Linked DNA regions of Capsicum annuum: region 1 is linked to region 2. Evidence: chromatin contacts called from public Hi-C data. All regions are on one chromosome and are shown on one strand. Each heading gives the region's core, a stretch centred on a gene start, on an enhancer-like site or on the middle of the called end of the contact. The rest is flanking DNA. Distances are from core to core; before and after follow the strand shown. Region 1 has its middle 150 kb from the start of LOC107841427. Region 2 overlaps LOC107842584 (protein SMAX1-LIKE 6).

Region 1 (2,700 bases), core at 58-2,557, 270 kb after region 2:
CTTACTATCATTTATTTATTGGAGTCTTGGATAGTCAATTCTAGCTCATTTTGATTTAACCTCAAATGTTAGTTCATACGGTAATAATGATTACCCAAGATCATGTTAAGGAACCAAATTCCACCTCCCACATCGATGTGGGGCTCGACTAGACATTTTGAGTGTGAACCAAATTAATCAAGAATTGCATTGAGCCTGTTAAGATATCAATAAGAAAATTTGACATAATTAATTGATCCTTGGCAAGTTCTTTGGACTTTGCATAATGAAGAAACAATAAAATGGCACTCAGCTACAACGGAAACAGAAATTTTCTTCATTTAAGAGTCTAAAGCGGAGAGGAAATGGAAAGATGACAGCTGATGAAAAATTATTTGGATCTATTCACAGAGAGTTATTCCAAAATCATAAGAGACGAAGGAAAAAAGCCAAATAAGAAAAGAAAGAAGAGAAACTACTTCGACTAAGGGAGACTCAATAAATTTGGTGATTTAACGTAAAACTTTAATATGAGACTTAATTTTTTTAAAAAAATAATAGCGAAGAAAACTTATCGCTCCCGCTCCCCCACCCTTATGTATATAAATATCTTGCAAAGTTGTTGCTTAGTTTGATGAAGGAAAATATGTAAAAGTGAAATCTTCTTCTAAGAAGGAAAAAACGAGAAGGCATAATTTTCCTCATCTACTTCAAATGTCAAATGTTAATGATTCAAAAAAGATTTATATTCAAAGAACATAAGTATCTAAATGTTACTCATATTACCTATTAAAAGTTCCACGATACTATCATTCATAGTTCGAAAGTTTTCTTTTTTATTATACTTTTTCATACTAAAATATTTGTCATGTTTGATTTTTAGAGAGTCAAATTATATATACCCGAAAAAATTATAATTTACAGATCTTTTTATACAACTTATGAATATCTAACGTTTAATATTAGCATAATCTAGTCCAATTTAGCTTCAAAAATTATACAAAGTGACTTTTGAAAAATAAAACATCCCTATTATTTTGATGGAAGCTGTAAATATTTTGTAATTTCTACATTGCACTGTTTTCTAAAAAACAAATAAATAACATATCCATATACTATTATTAGAAAATGAGGCCCTCCAAAATTTGGGGGCCAAAGAGTTACCAAAAAAAACTTGAAAGTGATAGTTCGAAAGTGAATCAACACTTCCCCTTAGGCTAATGTCGCAAAGTGAATAACATATTCATAGTTCGAAAGTGAATCAACACTTGAAATCAACAAAAAGAAGAGGGCCTTGATGTGGTTTTCTGGTAGGCAAACACTTCCCCTTAGGCTAATGTCGCAAAACAATTTTGCCTGATTCCTATGGCTGACATCAAAATATTTGGTTCCCCTTTACTAGTTAAGCCAAGCTTAAGATTTCAGCATGACGTGATGATTTTTTGGTCTTAAAGGAGTGATAAAATTACGGTGAAAAGGCAATTCTGGCTTCGACTTTTTTTCCTGTGATGACAAAATGTTATATTGACCTTGGTATGTTAATTAGCACATCAAAATTGAGCTCCACAAAATTTGACCTTGGCTTTCCCTCCTACTATAGTCATGTGATCATAACTCATACGTAAATAAAATTTGCCGACCCTACTAAGTTTGGCTTGACTATTTCGAAAATATCATCCTCCGACGTGAAAATGAAATTCAAGGTGGTTAAATTGAATTTTTTTTTGAGTCGATTGATCGGCTTCGTCAGTCAATTCTTCTGTTAGTTAGTACACTTAGGAGTCATTTGTTAAAATGTATTAATTTTCTAATTCATGTATTAAAATGTGGTATTATTTAATTCATTGTTTGACAACAAATTTGGAGCAATGTATAACTAATGCATGTATTAGTTATACATCCTACATGGTATTATAGGATGTATAATCCATTTGGTGATATTAGTAATCCATGAATTGTAGTGCTTGGATAAATATGAGTAAAGACAAAATACCCTCAAATTTCTTTAAATCTTTTCTAAATCTTTTTCAATTTATTCAATGCGAGTTATTTCTTTTCAATCTATCAATAGGATAATTTTCCTCCAAATAATTTGTCATTAAAAAACTATTTAATTAACTTAAAAAATAATCATTGGTCAAAACCCGAAAATAAATTGCATGATTGCGTACAAGCTTTAGTTTTGAAAATAGGATATATCACAAATAAAAATAATGTTTTTGCTTAGCTTTAACACTCTACGGAACACAATTTTATGTTAATAGCGATTCTATTACCTCATTCAAAAGTTATATGTACCTCCCTTCAACTTAAGAACACCATAAAGTGGGAACAACAAACAAATATTAAACAAATAAAGAAAAGATAACCCAAAAAAAAATATTCATGCAAATGAATGATTAAATCTTCAAATACCAAAGTAAGTTATTAATTATATTGTTGATCTTTTTTTAAAAAAAAGAATAATAAAGCTTTGCAAAGAAAATACACAAAGCTACAGTATGTCGAGGTTATTTTTGTAAACAACTAATATTATTTTAAAAATATAATAATACATATTATTTTCAATACATCAAACCAAACACTACATAAACGATAATCCCAGTATTACTAATATAAACACTATTAATCCCAGCATTACTAATATAGCCTATTCAATACCATCTTATACACTCTACCAAATGGCCCCTTAATAAACTAAAATTAAACTAAAAGCATAAA
Region 2 (2,795 bases), core at 269-2,768:
TGAGTTGCAGATTATGAAAAACGTTTTTGAAAAAAGAGTCATATAAGGAAAAGAAATCTTTATAATTAAATGTAGCATGAATTAAGGGACGGATTCTTCCCTTATTTAACTTTAACTGATTAGAGATAAGGAACTAATATTCAATATGTATATGTATTTATATAGCAATATTTTACTTAAATACAAAATACAATTTGCTATTTTTCATAATTATGAAACTGTTGCTATAAATGTTATAATTATAGCTATAGAGTTGCTACTTCTGAAATTTTTCCATTTTTTAACTAGATATTCAGGGGTTCGTACTAGCATGGGCCCAATATGTGTTTTTTTGTCTCAATTTATGTGACACAAATAGAATTTAGACAATCAATGATATTTTAAATATGTTTTTAGATATTTCAAGTTGTTAATTATTTTAATTTATAATACTATTTATATAACTTTCAAATAATATATGTTACTCTCCTTGTTCGAAATTTTGCAGCGTTAATAGTCAATTTTATTTTAAAAATAATTTAATTTTTTTATTATTGCGATTTATAATACTTTTACGACTATTTTAATATATAGCAAAATTGCTATAAAAAATACTTGTAAAAAAAACTTAAGTTGACCTCATATAAGATGTCAAGTTAACTTTAAAAAGCAAGAGTTAATTTATCATTTTAAGTCTATTTTATTTTTCTATTAAATATTATTAATTTTTAATACTTAGATGACTTATAATAATTAATTAGGTATTATAGTAAAATTACGATTGAAATAGCTAAAGCAGATATGTTATAAATGTCTATTTTATTTTTTTAATTAAATATTATTAATTTTTTAATACGTAAATGATAGATAATAATTAACTAGGAGTGATATAGTAAAATCATGGAGCAAGCAGACATGTCAACGAAAACGTACGGTTGAAATTGCTGAAACAGAAATGTCATTATTATTTATTTTACATTTTTATTAAATATTATTAATTTTCTAATACGTAAATGTTATATATGTATAATTACTTTGCAGACCGAAGTTAAGGGTACAAAATGGGCGTGCCTGCTTCTTCGCATTTGTATATATGTATAATTTTCTAGACCGAAGTTAACGGTAGAAAATGGGCGATCTGTCCGATTTAATACATTTTTTAATGGAGTGTGTCCGTTTTGTTATGTTTTGTTAGAAAAATTTTCCCTCTCAATGCCGGACTCATCTTCTCAATTAACAGACCGTGAATTAGCTTCTCCTTCCTCGAGTTAATCTCCTAGATTGACCATCTTCATCTTAGTGCATCAACCATCGTATATGTTAAGTTGCTATTTAGTTTAGCTTTTTTTTCTTTTAAATGAATTGCAGTTAAAATAACAATTTTCAACAGAGTTTTCTCGTGAGACTAGCAGACGTTGTTTAGCGGCAAAAATTATAAATACATAATAGGGTAATTTCTAACTTAACGCAAACTAATTGCTACATTCATGGATTCCTAATTCTCACCTTCTTCCCTCTTTGTTTGTTGTGGAAACTACTAACCCCAAGTGCCGGATCAAAAGGTCCCCTCCTTTCAATGTTACAGGTCCAGATGAAATGGATTTCAGACTCACACTTGCTGGGTTTTAACGGAAGCTGGTCCATTTTGATCTAGCACTTCTGTAAAATGGTATCTTGCAGTGGTTCCAAAAACAATTCTACTAAACCTGATGAATGCAGTCATAAAAGCCTTCAGTCCATTGGTTTAAAATTTTAAGCAGAATATTATGTTTGTTCGTTGTTATGATCGAGTGGGACCAAAACAATCATAAATATCAAATCTTAAACGAAAGAAAACAACAAACAGGAAACAAAAAGGGGAAAGACAGATGTAGTGAAGTAATAGTAAAATCTAGAGAAACCAAAAATAACACATTATCGCATTAGAATCTTAAAACTGCCTTTACATATATTACCGGGAGTAACTAGCTTTTCCTGAAAAACGGAAAAGTTAAAACTTTTCAAGTGGGAGAAAGCAACTACCAAGGGTCTGGGATAGAGACAGATACTTCTGTGTACAATGATTACAACAAAATAACCTAATTCTAAAAGATACAACAATAAACAATTGTAGAAGGATCAACAAAATTACAGGAATATATGCACAAAGAAACTTAACATGCAGAAATGCTATTGACGGCATTTGTACATAAGAACACATACCTGACTAAAAAATCAGTCTATAGTTATTTTAGCTGGAAAGTAAATTCCAGGAACTTGGTCTTCTACAGCAATTCCTTGACACTGAACTAATCTTATGACGCCATCATCAGTATGTCCGAACCTGCTTCGGACTTCCATAAAGCTCCTGCGGAGAACCTTCTCCACCCAATCCTCAACAGCTTCCTTTCTGTCTGATAACCAAGCAGCGGCAAGTATCTGTACCATTACTTCTGAGTCAATCTCCAGCTTAATATCTACTCCAACAATCTCCTGGAGGTTTATGTTGATTTCCTTTAAGATTTTCTCAGCAAGAGCTCCAAAATCAAATGGCTTGAAGACCACATTATTGTCCATTTGCTCCAAGATTTCTTCCAACCATGCTTTTGAACCTTCAGAGCCAGAGTCACTTTCACATTCATCACGTTGATTCTCCTCCTCCATCTCTTCCACAGGCAAATTCAAATCAAGAGAAGATTTTGGGATAGTGCACACACGTTTGGGCATTTGAAACAAGTTATCATTGTTTGAGTCACTGTTGTCTGTCTGCTTTCTTTTATATGCAGGGGAAGATTCTGATGTTCTGTCCCCTGAAGTAATCCACAAATTTGTATTCT

Evidence for each region. A called contact is a pair of places that touch in the nucleus more often than the background predicts.
Region 1: a Hi-C map of leaf shows a contact between it and region 2, with 2.8 times the contacts expected there. The contact joins two enhancer-like sites. A contact is called at or near these places in 2 of 5 Hi-C or Micro-C datasets (leaf and placenta).

The regions. Positions count from the first base shown.
Region 1 is chr9:89,718,679-89,721,378 of UCD10Xv1.1, forward strand. No RefSeq gene overlaps it. Among protein-coding and RNA genes, the nearest start is that of LOC107841427, 150 kb to the left of the region's middle. Within about 2 kb of position 1,308, at least 1 of the 5 cell types and tissues checked has an H3K27ac peak or open chromatin away from gene starts, as enhancers often do. A contact at or near this core is called in leaf, where this site is marked.
Region 2 is chr9:89,443,938-89,446,732 of UCD10Xv1.1, forward strand. It overlaps LOC107842584 (protein SMAX1-LIKE 6), which reads right to left. Exons shown (of 4, transcript XM_016686515.2): 3 at 2,182-2,795; 4 at 1,296-1,685. The coding sequence ends at 2,194. Among protein-coding and RNA genes, the nearest start is that of LOC107842584, 8.5 kb to the right of the region's middle. Within about 2 kb of position 1,519, at least 2 of the 5 cell types and tissues checked have an H3K27ac peak or open chromatin away from gene starts, as enhancers often do. A contact at or near this core is called in leaf, where this site is marked.